Linked DNA regions of Capra hircus: region 1 is linked to region 2. The links are chromatin contacts, called in public Hi-C maps. All regions are on one chromosome and are shown on one strand. The core of a region is the stretch at or near the end of the contact, and the rest is flanking DNA. Distances in the headings are between cores, read along the strand shown. Region 1 overlaps DGAT2 (diacylglycerol O-acyltransferase 2). Region 2 overlaps UVRAG (UV radiation resistance-associated gene protein).

Region 1 (6,754 bases), core at 253-2,752, 65 kb before region 2:
TGCTGGCCCAGAGAGCATCCTTTCTCCCAGCAGAGGTGGGCCTTATGTGTTCACTACCAGCCACCAGGACCACCAGCTACCTGGCAGAGGAGTGGGCAGTGCCCGGGTCACCTCTCCCAGTGGCGATGGGCAGGGTCTTTGGAGAAAAGACTAGAAAAGACTCTCTGAGCTTACAGTCACTTATCTGTCCATCTGCCTGATTTCACAGATGGACCTACAGAGGCCCAGAGAAGAGGAACTGTCCCAAGGTGTGAGGCTGGTATAGAAACCAAGGCAGTGTCTGCCTCAGGGCCTGTGTTCTCATTCCTTCGTTCCTTTGCCCCCGGTGCCCCACTATGTGAGCTTAGGCGAGTCTCTGCTCTCTGGTTCTGAGTTTCCTCCTCTATAAGGTGCCAGGCTGGGACAAAGCTATCTGACCACCGTGGCTGCCAGGGAGACAGGCAGCCTTGTGTTGGGCTTGTTTTGGACTTGCAGGCTTGTGTCGGCCGGCAGGCCAGGCCTGGCCAGCGCCTGGGGCTGAGACTTTGCCATTGGAAACAGTCAGGGAACATGAGATCAGGTGCGTCAACAGAGCCTTCATCAGCACTGCCCTTCCTCCTCCCCCCTGAGTGGACACTGTCCACCCAGGGGAGGAGTGTGGCACAAAGTCAGATCAAAGCCATATCAGATGCCTGCACTTTTCCAATTGCTGCACTGGAGACAAAGAACCTGCACTCTGCCACAGGACACGTCACTTAACCAGACAGAGGCTTCAGGTGCAGGGAGGAAATGATTTAAGGGACCAGCCAAGCTTCCGCCAAGTGGCCCATCTGTATCTCAGGACCAGGGAAAGCACAGCTGGGTGGCCAGGACTAGAGGTAGGGAAGAATCTGCTGCGACCTCCCCGGGAAGCAGCAACTCTTTTCTCTGGGCCTCAGTCTACCTCATAATCGAAGGAATGGCCCAGATCAGGGCTCTTCCAGCCCACGCTGTCCAGTAGTTTCCTGGGCCTGGCCCTCACCTCAGCTCAGGAGCAGGTTTCCATTCCAGTACTGGCCGCCTCCACTCTCACCTCCATGCCTTCCTCCTCTGTGGAGACTGGCACAAGGTGCTTTTTCATTCTGGCTTTCCCGAAAGCTAAAGTGGTGGGCGCAGCTGCTCTCAGGGGCAAAACCCCAAAATCACCGCCTCGCGGAGCTCATGTCAAGCTGCATCCCCACTAGCCGTGGAAGCAGCTGCTACTGCTCCCCTTTTATATGGTGGGCAGCTGGAGATCACTTGGGGTTTTGAGGAGTTTTAATCTGCTCAACAAAGGCAAAGAAGGAAGAAAGAGTACAAATGTCCCGAGCATCCGGGTACACAGCACAGGGGATCTGGCTCACGCTGACATGTCCTGGTAGTTACAGAGCTGGGAGGTATGCCGGCTGCCTTCACTCCCATCCCCTTCTGGCCTCCATCGCCTGCAGATTCAGATTTCAGTTTCCTGGAGACCAGTCACCAGCACCCCACCCCCTCAAGCTGAGCACGACGTCCTTCCCTCGGCCAGGCAGTTTCCAAATCCAGAGTCATGGAAGCCCCAGCGCTTGCTCTTCTGCTGGTAGCTGGGCACTCTGCTTCCCGCTGGCCCAGCGCAGGGCAGGGGGAGCCTTGAGGCACTGCTGGTAGGGATGTCCTCAGCACCCTGTCTCCAGAGGCAGGGCAGCCCACCAGACCAAAGTGGTCCTACCCTCTGACCCGCGAGCTGTCTTTCTAGAAGTTTGTCTTAAGAATGCAGACATGAAGACAAAAATAAGGTATCTATGGAAGCATTATTTCTGAGGGAAATTTTAGAAGCTTTTCGAAGCTTTTTATCTGGGTAGGTTTGATAACAATCCTATTCATGTAGCATAGCTGTGAGAAGACATGTTACTGAGGGATTCTGATAAGAAAAAAATAAAAAAGCTTTGATATGCTTGGGAGGTAGTTACATAAAAGTTATATCAACCATATGACCTCAGTTTGGAGATTTTTAAAAAAGAACATGTGTATTTGAGTAGAAAAAAACTCAACACGTCAGAGTGGTTTATCTGGAGGGAAGTATGACAGGTGCTTTTGACTTTCTTCTGACTTTCCTGTATTTTTAAAATTCTCTGATTATTCATTATTTTTCTAGTTGGGAAAAAAGTAATGTTTTCTGAACAGAATGCCCATCCTCTCCATCCCTCTTAGCACCTTCCACCCCCTTGGTGCTCCCTGTAGTGCTGGGTGGGCGCCTCTTAGGGATTAGGGCAACTTTGCACCGCCCACCCCAGTGTCCAGGCCGCCAGCCCCAGGGCGAGGGGTGGGCCCCAAGGAAGCCAATCACCCTCGAGACCATCCCAGGACAGCTCTGTGGATAGCACCGCAGGTCAGCCACCCCAGCTGCACAGCTGACCTCCCCACCCCCAGTGTGGCTGGCACCAGGGCTGTGACTTGTCCTTGTCCTTCCTGCATCGGAGCCTGACCTGAGTCTGGCTGCCTGGGAGGAAGTTTCTGTTCAGGCCAGACGCTCTGTCCCTTCTCCGGCCAAAGTTAGGGACTTGGACTTTACCCCGCTGGGAGCTGGACATCCCTCTTTATCTGAGAGGGAGGGAGATTTCGCTGGGCTTTTAGAGCCGTCACTCTGGCTGTGGTGAGGGGGCTGGGCCCAGAGGGAGGGAATGAAGGAGGCTGGCAGAGTGCAATTAAGAGGACTTGGTGTGTTTGGCTGGAGAAACAGGGAATGAGGAAGTGTCTTACTCCCTTCCCAGGGACTCGAAGTCCAATGGTGACTTTCAAGTCTCCAGCACTGAGGCCCCCGTGATGAGAGTCTGAGGTCTAGGGGGAGTCACTCCAGCCCTTCAGACCCAGACTCTGGGGAGCAGGGCATGCCCAGTGCTTCCCTCACCTCTGGGTGTTCCCCGGTACCCCTTCCTGGCCAGCTTGCTCTGACCCAAGGTCTTCCCTGCAGCTGGTGAAGACACACAACTTACTGACCAGCAGGAACTACATCTTTGGGTACCATCCCCATGGCATCATGGGCCTGGGTGCCTTCTGCAACTTCAGCACAGAGGCCACAGAAGTGAGCAAGAAGTTCCCTGGCATAAGGCCCTACCTAGCCACGCTGGCCGGCAACTTCCGGATGCCAGTGCTGCGCGAGTACCTGATGTCTGGAGGTGAGAATCCACCTCTGAGTACCCCTGTCTGAGCCTCTCCATTGGGCAGGAAGCCAACCCACTGTGCTCTAGTGTCTGGTCCTGTGAGATGTGGCCAGCCACGGCCCGGTGTCTCAGGGCTGGGTGAGAGAACTGTTCATATGATCTGGATTCAACTAGCATAACGTCATCCCTAGGAAACCTTCTCTGACCCCTTTTTCTGGGCATCCCCAGGCCCTGTGTTGCCCTTCACACAATCTAATCATTGTCCATGACTCTCATATTCTGTCCACCTTGATCCCCACCGGCCCGACTTATTGGGATTCCTTGGCACCTGGCACCACTCAGCAGAGTTAGGACCTCAGGGAATGTTTGTCAAATGAATGCAATCCCTAAACAACCCTGTGTCATCCCCATTTTACAGATAAGTAAGCTGAGGCTCAGAAAATAGAATGACTTATGTGGGGCTGTTCTTCTAAGTGGCTGGGCTAGGTCTGGGAACCAAATCCAGGGCTCTGTTTATATTTGACCATGTGCAGAAGGTAGGAAGTCCATCCCTGACTGTGTGTCCCCCCTCCACTCCCCAGGCATCTGCCCAGTGAACCGGGACACCATAGACTACTTGCTTTCAAAGAATGGGAGCGGCAATGCCATCATCATCGTGGTGGGGGGCGCGGCTGAGTCCCTGAGCTCCATGCCCGGCAAGAATGCAGTCACCCTGCGCAATCGCAAGGGCTTTGTGAAACTGGCCCTGCGCCATGGGTGAGTGCGTCTCAGCACACGTGTGTGCACACGCATGCCCACACCCCGCCACAGCTCTGCTCAGCCCAGGGCAGCAGCTCCTTGCCTCCTGGAGGCAGGACCCAGACTCTAGGAAGGCAGAGAAGGGAGTTAACCATCCGTGGTGGAAGGGGATGTTGGAGACCAGAGGTTCAGCCCAAGGGTGGCTGGGTGGACAAAAATGCAGCCTGAGTCTCCTGGGCCCCGGAAGGTGGGGTGAGAGGCCTGCCAGGCCCAGAGGCAGGACTGTGTGCCCTATGCCAAAGCCTGTCACACAGCTAGGAGATGCAGAAGGCCAGGAAGGAGAATAGCGTGTGGCTGGAAATATCAAGGAAGGCTTCTTGGAGCAGTAACCCTGAGGACAGGCAGAGAGGAGCAGGGCAGCTTGGGTTTCTGTGACCTTTTCTAGAAAACCAGGGGCACATTTTGTAGCCACCTGTTCAGCACACTTCATTAGAGCACATTTACTTCTACCGCCCCGTTGGATTCTCCTGCAAAGTCCTGCAGGAATGCCATCCCCTTTTTCCATTTGAGAAAACCAAGTGAGGCTAAAGGGCCTGGTCAGGGCCATGTTGTAAAACCCGGACATGATCCCTACCTGCCAACAGGGGCAGGGGGCCTGTCCTCATTTGTCCCTGAGGGGACATGTGGTTTGGGGTCCCCCAGGTGACTCTTGTACAGCCCTAAGGGAGGGCAATTTGGCTGGTGTCTGGGGCCTCTGGGGCTGCCAGGGGGGACTGAAGCCAGTGATTGGGCCAAGACAGACCCCGGCCTCTCTCCTCCAGAGCCGACCTGGTTCCCATCTACTCCTTTGGGGAGAATGAGGTGTATAAGCAGGTGATCTTTGAGGAGGGCTCCTGGGGCCGATGGGTGCAGAAGAAGTTCCAGAAGTACATTGGCTTTGCCCCATGCATCTTCCACGGTCGAGGCCTCTTCTCCTCCGACACCTGGGGGCTGGTGCCCTACTCCAAGCCCATCACCACTGTCGGTAAGCTCCCCTAAACTCGGGTGCCACAGCTAGTTTAGTGGCAGAGTTAGGAGTCAAATCCAGGCCCCTGGCACTGATGTCCGTGCTCTAAACCACGACGACATGGAGCTGTTTGGGTGCTGATAGCAGTGATGGGTGTGGGTGGGAGATGGGGGATAGTTCCATTACCATGAACTAAGCTGTCTGGATGAGAAAGCAGGACTCAGCAGTTCTGTGTTTGCAGATCATGAGTCTATCAGGGAAGACCCCCTTACAGTAAAGACCGACGGCGGGGGGTGTGAGAAGGATGTGCTCTGGAGGGTCCTAGTGGATCTCAGGGAAGAGTGACTCTTACACTCTTGGCCAAATAGGAATTATCCTGAGAAAAAGAAGAGGAAGAGGCTTTTTTGTCAGAAACAATAGCCTAAAGGAAGTTCTCACAGCAGGATTGCATAGATTTTTGAGGAACAGAAAGAAATCAATATGATTGGAGCAGAAGTCTATGAGAAGTGGAGCAAAAAACGCTGCACTTCACCCCCAGCCATGTTGTGTTGCTTTTATATGAGACAATTTAGAGGATTCCAAGGAATTATCTATTGTAGGAGTGTGTGTGTATCTGTTAATGGTTCACAGTCCAGAACTCACACAAGAGCATGGAGGCCACAAGCCATGGACTTCAGGGGCCAAAGCTCACATAAATACTTAGAGTTGTTATCAGGGCCAGAAGTTTTGCTTTGTACTTTTTCCAAAGAGATCCACTTCCTGCATTTTAAATCCCATGACCCAGACTCACCCTGACTCTTGTTATACACCACACCAGGTCTGATGTCTGTGAGACAGCAGGAACATTTCCTTGCACAGGGTGGCTGGAGAAGGATAGGGTTTGGTGCCCAGGGTGAAGGAGTTTGCTCTTCACCTTAAGAATGGAGAATTGCTTGAGGGTTTGGGGGAAGGGCGATTCAGATTTGCATTTTAACGTGATCCTTGGGACTCCTGAATGGAAAAGGAGTTATAAAAGGCCTGTCTGCTCAGTCTTGTCCGTCTCTGTGACCCCAAGGGCTATAGCCAACCAGCTATCCATGGAATTTTCCAGGCAAGAATACTAGAGTGGGTTGCCATTTCCTTCTCCAGGGAATCTTCCCGACCCAGGGATCAAACCCACGTCTCTTGCGTCTCCTGCATTGACAGGCAGATTCTTTACCAGCTGAGCCACCAAGGAAGCTCTAGAAAAAGGAGTTAGAAGGGACAAAAATGGAATACACAAGACCAGTCCGGAGTCTTGTAGTAGCCGTTGGCTTGGACAGAGGGAGTAGCAGCAGAGACGGAAGAGAAGTGCATGAACTTGGAAGAAATTTCAGAAATAGCGTTGATAGGACTTCAGGATGAGCTGGGTACGGAGAGGAAGCAGGAGGATGACAAAAAAAAAAAAAAAAAAAAAAATCATGCATGGATTTGTGAAAGTGGTCCCCTTCTCCTTCTGCCCTTAGCACAATTCTCATAGCATATCGCACTATTGCACAGAATCCTCAGCAAAGCCCTATAAGGAAGGGTCCCCCTGTGATCAGTGAGGGAACTAAGGCTCAGAGAGGCAATGACGTGCCCAGAGCAGGCAAAAGCAAAGGCATTCCTGGATCCCACACCTCTCACGGGAGCTCCCAACTAAGTACTGCGAGGAGGGAGTGCAGCTGGACCTGATCCCGCCTGCTGCTTAGTGGCTAGGTGGCCTTGGGCAGGTCCCTTCCCATCGCCCTGGGCCCCAGTCTTCTTACCTGTGAAAGGGACAACCTGAAATGGAGCACTTCCAGCACAGTTCTGGCCTGTGGCTGGCTCGTAGCACAAGGTCATCGCCAAGAGCATCGTGGTGAATGCCCAGGGA
Region 2 (7,555 bases), core at 2,031-4,530:
TAACACTGAAAAGGTATTCAAAGGTAAGAGAATCTGGACTTGCCACCCACAGATCGTTAGATCTCATTTTTATTCTTTTGTAACACAAATGATTGTCTGCATCTCTTGCTAGTATTGCTTATTAGAGAACTAAGTTATCATGCTATCTGAAAACATTTCTTGAGCCATTGTTATATATATTGAAGAAACATGTCTTTTGGATAGTTCTTTTGGATAGCTGAGCCTTACAATGATAAATTTATCATTCCTTCATGAATGTTAATGTTTAATTATTCAGTAGCTGTCATTTTAAATAGGTTACTTGAGTTTAGTATCTAGTACTAATTTGCTTATCTTTAAAATAGAATTGATTCCTTTAGTCTTGTGGTAAAATTTGGACCTAGTTCATATCTTATCATATCTGTAATTCTTTGTGTATATGGGCTCATTTTTAGAATTGCATGGTTTCTTTGAATTCATTTCCTCATACTGAAATGTGGATTCTTCCATAAGTGATAATTCTAAGAGGACATCAAATATTTGATTCAGAACTACAAGCACCTTTTGAATACATATTAGGCAAAAGACACTTGGACATAATCAGTTGACTTATGTTGAAAACTGTAAAAGAGGAAAAATAGTATAATGGCAGGAATATTGAATTAGGATTAAAACTACATTGATATTAGCTCTGGCTATTTCAGCTAGTATGTAACTATATACCAGCTATGTAACAGTTTGTAACTATATACCAACTATATACAAGTATATATACTATATACTGAAATAGCTTGCTATGTAGTTTTTGGACAAAGAAACAAGGACTGTAAATTCCACCATTTTTACAGTTTTATTTCATTCTTCGGTTTCGTTCTAACCACTGCATATTTTTAAAACAATTGTATTAATCTGAACGAGTAACTCTAGCTACTATAACAAATGCTATGAGTCGTTCAGTGTCTTGGCATAATAAATTTCTTAAACACTGAGTTCAGTGTTTGCGCGGTCTTTGGGAGGTGGTGAAGGACAGGGAAGCCTGGCGTGCTATAGTCCATGGGGTTGCAAAGAGTCAACACAACTGAGCAACCGAACAAAGTTCAGTGTAGTTGTTACTTATCAGATACTGGCCTGGCAGTTCTCCTCTGACTGGTGGCTCAGGTATCCAGGCTGCTTCTGTTTTGGAATGATGCTTCTCGTATGGCAAGGGAGAGGGATTATTTGAGGGAGATTTTTAAATGGAAATGTTCCACATCAATTCCATGACATGCCCTTAGCCGTATATCAGTTACATCATCCTTTTTAGGTGAACAGGGCATGGGAAAATATTGTCTTCTGTGTCCAGAAGAAAAATGAAACAGTTTGGTGACTGTCTGTGCTAAGGGTATACGGATTTTTGCAGATCTTATTAGGTTTGGTCTGCTGCTCACTAATTGGCTTCATCACTAGCAATATATGACAATGCCAAAGTACTTTACATTTTTTAAAGGTTTCCATATAATCAGTTCTTGGTTGTCTTTGTTAGAACTTCTGAGTTCTTCCTCTAGTGTTACCTCTGATAATAGTTACTGACATTGAACTTAGTACATTTTAAGTATTTGGTAAATGATAGCAATTATTAGTGGAATTGTAATGTTAACATGCATAATAGTAGTTTCTAAAAAGGGTAGTCATGGGACTGGTTGATGACCATGATATAAAAACTTGTCCAAGAGATACAATGAAAACAAAGTGATTTTTTTTGTTGTTGTTTTTTTTCCTTGTCCTCTCTAGTTCACTTTATATCTTGAGCTTAGAAGTTATTATGGAATATTTTTTTTTTTTTTTGGACTGTTTCTTGAAGTTATTTCAATAAAATGGTTATTAACACAATAAGGGACTAGCTGGTTTCAGACCACAGGGAAGTCCAGTGTCTAGTAGTGGTATTGAGTCTGTTACTGACTGGCAAGCCCTTTGGCTGTGGCATTTAGTTCCTCTTGTGTGCTGTTAATTTATTTCTAAAATGAGAGGATTGATGATTCCTGAAACTTCCCTCTGCTCCAGAATGTCATGGTTGAATGAAGTCTATTGACATAATAGACTTGTTGGGGCTGCATGGTCGGCTCTGTAACTTTTCACTGCCATAGGAGGAGCCAGAAAACTCTTTACTTAGTAAGCCTAATTAATACACCCTGAAATTAAAAGACACTTACTCCTTGGAAGGAAAATTATCACCAACCTAGATAGCATATTAAAAAGCAGAGACATTACTTTGCCAACAAAGGTCCGTCTAGTTAAGGCTATGGTTTTTCCAGTGATCATGTATGGATGTGAGAGTTGGACTGTGAAGAAAGCTGAGTGCTGAAGAATTGATGCTTTTGAACTGTGGTATTGGAGAAGACTCTTGAGAGTCCCTTGGACTGCAAGGAGATCCAACCAGGCCATCCTAAAGGAGATCGGTCCTGGGTGTTCATTGGAAGGACTGATGCTGAAACTGAAACTCCAGTATTTTGGCCACCTCATGCGAAGGGTTGACTCATTGGAAAAGACCTTGATGCTGGGAGGGATTGGGGGCAGGAGGAGAAGGGGACGACAGAGGATGAGATGGCTGGATGGCATCACCGACTCAGTGGACATGAGTTTGGGTGAACTCTGGGAGATGGTGATGGACAGGGAGGCCTGGCGTGCTGCGATTCATGGGGTCACGAAGAGTGGGACACGACTGAGCGACTGGACTGAACTGTCTTCTTGGAGCTGTGATGGTAAACGTGAATATCCGTTGCGTGATCATCGTGTGGCCCTTGGTGTAGGATGACCACAATGGAAGGCCCATGGGCTCTTCTTAAAAGCCTCCTGTACCACCTGCCTAGTGGCATCATTTCTCAGTTTCAGAAGAAGTTGGTTTTTTTTTTTTTTATTTGGAAGAATATCTAAAATGCTGATTTCTTCGTTATTCTTTTATTTCAGCTGAATTCACAGCAGAGCGTAAGAAGCTATGAGTGAGTTTTTTTTGATTTTTGACACTTTTTTTAGTGCTCTTAGGAGATTGTCTATTTCTCAGGTAGTTCAAATTGAACACCATTTATTACATTCTCAGAGAACAAAGCTTTGTGTCAGTGGTTGAGGAACTAGTTCTAATACTGGTTCCTTCTTAAACTTGGAAGTTTTATAAAATCAAGTTTGTTCTTTAGCCATAGTTATTTCTCCCCCATGAAATGTGAGTGCCTGTGCTTTCCTGGAATGCCAGCCAGTTATTTTGATGCATTAGAAGATGACCTCTACATAGTTCAGTCTGGGGGTCTCATGCATGTGTTATAGTTTCAGATATCACTTGTCACTCTAACAGCTTACAAATGTGTTTCTTTAGTTTCGCCTCCTCCCTGAACTCATACTGATGTATTCAGTTGCCTACTGTGCATCTCCATTTGGAGCCTAGGAGGTGACTTAAACTCGATAGATTCAGCAGTGAGTCTGATGTTCTAACCCTGATCTGTCTCCTGTATTCATCCCTCTATCAGAAAATGGCAACTCTTTCCATTTGCTTGGCCAGAAACCTTGGAATCACCCTGCATTGTCCTCTTTTATATTCCATACCCAATTTTTCAGCAGATGTTTTTGGTTCTTACTACCAAAATATATCTATAATCTTCTCTTTTCTTACTACCTCCAGACTATCATGCATGAATTGTTGAGGTAGACTTCTAACAGGTCTGTCTGCCCACGCACTCTTTTCAGTGTGGTCTCAACTGAGATCCTGTTAAGATGAAAGTCAGGTCCTGTTATTCCTCCCCTCAAAGCCTCCAGTGGCTTCGTGTTGCATTCAGAGTAAAAGCTAAAGTTCTTGTTTCCTAGGCCTTTCATGAACTGGCCGTCTCTCACCTCTCGGCACTTATCTCTTTCTCCTCTTCTAGTTCTCTCTGTTCCATGCCTATTGCCCTTGCCTTTCTTGAATTCAGATCGGCTTCAGTTTAAGGCACCTGCCTGGACCCTCCTCCTGATGGCCACATGACTAGCTCCTCTGCCTTCTTTCAGGTCTTCACTCCAGATCTTTCCTCAGAGAAACTCTGCTTGATCACTGACTAACCCTTTTAAAAATTGCAACTCTTCTCCCCGTCTTTTGTGTTTGATTTTTCTCCACGATACTCCAGATTGTCTGACATAACTGTATGTTTACTTATTTGCTTAATGCATGTCTCTCTCCACTAATATAAGCTCCATTTGAGTAGAAATTTCTCTGTTTCCAATACTTGGATTAATGCTTGGCACAAAGTAAGCCCCCAGATATTTTCATTTAATTTTTGAATAGCTAATATAGTCCATGGCTCAAAATATATATATGAAGGTTTATATTAAAATCTTCCTCTCATCTGTTTCATCTTGCTAGTTTTTTTGCTGTACCTGGTTTATCTTTACTGATATTCTTTATGCAATTGTGAGTAAAAATTGTACCAATTGTATATGTGTATATATATGTTTCTGTGCCTTGCATTTTTCACTTAATATATTTTAGATGTCTTCCCATATTATTTCATAAAGAGCTTCTCTAATTTTCTTTTTTTCTGTTTTGCATTGAACAGTCATGCCATAATTTATTTAACTGACTTCTTTTGATGAGCATTTAGTTGTTCTGGTCTTCTGCTATATAGACAGCATTGCCATGAACAGTTTCATTGGTATATATTATTTTGTGTGAGTGCTAGTAAGGCTTTAGGGTAAATTCCAGAGTGGAAGTACGAATATTACAAAATTGTCCTTGTCGATGTTCCCACCTGCTGTGTATGGGTACCCTTTTCCCTACAGCCTGACCAGCAGACTGTGCAATCAAACTTGTGAAATTTTGCCAATCTGATAGTTGGAAAATAGTTTATAAAGTTTGTTTCTTCTTTTCTGAGTGAAGTTGAGATACTAAAAAGCATTTGTTAAATAAATGGAATGCTATATAATAGCATGTTTTGACATGCCGTTGGAACCATGCTTTGCAATCTCTGCTTGCTTTGTTTGCTTAGGTCTTAGCATGGATAGAGAAGCATTTGTATCTAATAGTCCCTTTCATGTAGAACTAGTCTTGCATGATATCTTTTTGAAATTTTATTTGTCTAATAGTTTTGCTCAAGTTGAATTAATGAAAATTCACAGAATTATATTAATAACAATGATAGCTTATAAAGTATTGTTAATTCAGTATTTCATTTGAGCCTCATAACAGCCCTGTTATTTTCCAGGTGTCATTCTCCTTTAAAGGTGAAGAAACTATGGCCCAGGAAAGTTAATTGACTTGTCCAGGGTCAAACTTATACATGGTGCATTGGGGACTGGAACTGTTTTTTTCACTTTAAATTCTCCTGAATTCACTATTTTGTTGTGCACCATGTTGCTGATTTATCGACAGTCAAAGTATAGCAGAATGGTAGACAGTGTAGGCCCACATTTAACACTTCAGAAATTCCTTTAGACTTGGTGAGTCCTTTCCAAACTCTATGGCTCCTTTGTTGACCTTTCTCCATTAAAATTAGCAAGTCCATTTTGAGCATCTAATGGGGAAAGCAAATTGTGTAGTTTCATTTATGTATGTATATAGCTAGTCAGCAAAGTTTTGAAAAAAATAATAATGCTGTTCATTTTTTTAGAGCTGAAGATATATATGTTGGAGACTCTTTAGACACTTTACAGATTAAGCTGAGGAATTCTCTCAAAAGAAAAAAGGAATAGCTTTAATTTTTTTCCACTGCTTTAAAAAATATTGCATACTTGGAGCAAATTAGGCAATACAAAACTATATTAAGTGAAAGTACCTTGTAATAACAAGGAACACAATTTTAGCCCCAAAACTCTCCCCCCCCAGAAACATATTGGGAATGAATTAGAGTATATGTATGTATATTAGAAAAGAACATATGTATATATATACACACACATGTATGTAGCCAATTTATGATTGGCATTGGTTAACTGTTTGGGAAAAAATGAAAAGGTTGGGGTTCCCTTGTGGTCCAGTGGTTAAGAATCCACCTGCCAGTGCAGGGGACATGGGTTTGATCCCTGCTCTGGGAAGATCCCATGTGCTGTGGAGCAGCTAGGCCCCGTGTGCCGCAGCTGCTGAGCCTGCAGTCTGGGCCCTGCCGAGCCCATGTGCTGCAGCTACTGAAGCCCGAGTGCCTAGAGCCTGTGTTCTGAGACAAGAGAAGCCGCAGCGAGAAGCCTGTGCACCGCAGTCATAGTAGCGCCGACTCTCCGCAGCTAGAGAAACGCCGCGTGCAGCAGTGGAGACCCAGCACAGCCAGCGAATTAGCTAATTGAAAACAAACAGATGTGTAGGGTTGGCTACTGTTGAGTGGGACTGTAAATTGGTACAGTGTTTATAGAGAACAATCTGGCAATATCTATCAAATTCAAGCTTTTTTTCCTTTTATCTTGCCATTTCACTTGAAGTCTGTCTTATAGGTTCATGTGTCTTAGAATATATATCTTTCAAAGATTATATATAATGTTACTTGAAATATCCAAAAACTATCAGTAACTTAAATATTCATCAAGAAAAGTTTCCTTTTAAAAACAATTAGAATTATCCCTTCTCTTATTTAATTGTTCAAAATAGAAAAATTTAAAAATTGCCAAGCAGTAAATAAAAGTAAGCAGCCTAACCCTATCACTTAAGATAAATGTTGTTCATGTAATTGTAGAAATTTGTATCCTGTGGTAAATTCTCTCATAAAACCTGCTTTTTTCATTAGTGTGTTGTGGCTATCTTGCCACAAAATAGGATGATTATCACTATTACTATTTTTTAAAGGAAGACAAGCATAGAATAGTATAGATGCAATTTTTTGTGAAGAAACACTTTAACCAAAAGGCCCTTGCCCGTAAGAACTTTATATCCAGGTCCACTTTTCCTCTACTGCTTGATGATTCCCACACTTCAGTCTTGTGGACTACTTTGGCAAGTTTTACTCTCTTTGAATTTCATCTCTAATGCTACATACTGAATATATTTTAAGAAGTCCCATTTTTTCCCACAATCTGTGAAGTTGTTGATTCAATCAAAATTTTACTGAGTGCCTACTCTGTGCCGGGAATAGTTTTACATGTTGAGGACACAGCAGTTATACAAAACGAAAATGCTATTGCCCTTATGGAGCTTACTGTTAGGGGTTGGGTATATGAGTCGTAAATTTCAATGTTAGGAGAAAGTAAAGCTTATCCATGTATCACCCAAAGTCGTCTCATATATCAGTGATATGTGGCTCGCCCTTGGGGAATATTGCCCTATAGCAGCATACGGGTACAGAGTCCTTGTAGGCTCTGCACTGACAGAGCGTCACAGAGTAACTTCGGCAGAGACAGCAGAGGCAATACTGAAGGGTTCTTAGGAATGTCTGTGTGAACCTCTGACACAGTCTTTCTTTTAATTGTATCTTCGGGTTTTGTAACATTTACAGTATAAATGAAGGTGTGTAGAATCATGGAATTTTAGTGGTTATAGAAGGCCTTGATTACTAGTCTGATTGTCAAAAGTGTCATGAAGAAGTGAGCCCAAGAAAATGCGAGCGGAATGTTAATGACATGTAGAGCTAGAACTTTGGTTCCCTGGTTGCTGGGTGAG

The links. A called contact is a pair of places that touch in the nucleus more often than the background predicts.
Region 1: a Hi-C map of liver shows a contact between it and region 2, with 1.8 times the contacts expected there. The contact joins two enhancer-like sites. A contact is called at or near these places in 3 of 5 Hi-C or Micro-C datasets (blood and liver).

Annotation. Positions count from the first base shown.
Region 1 is chr15:27,722,294-27,729,047 of ARS1.2, reverse strand. It overlaps DGAT2 (diacylglycerol O-acyltransferase 2), which reads left to right. Exons shown (of 8, transcript NM_001314305.1): 5 at 2,948-3,152; 6 at 3,719-3,893; 7 at 4,697-4,899. Among named protein-coding and RNA genes, the nearest start is that of UVRAG, 26 kb to the right of the region's middle. Within about 2 kb of position 1,502, at least 3 of the 5 cell types and tissues checked have an H3K27ac peak or open chromatin away from gene starts, as enhancers often do.
Region 2 is chr15:27,658,091-27,665,645 of ARS1.2, reverse strand. UVRAG (UV radiation resistance-associated gene protein) reads left to right here. Exons shown (of 15, transcript XM_018059329.1): 2 at 1-23. Among named protein-coding and RNA genes, the nearest start is that of UVRAG, 38 kb to the left of the region's middle. Within about 2 kb of position 3,280, at least 1 of the 5 cell types and tissues checked has an H3K27ac peak or open chromatin away from gene starts, as enhancers often do.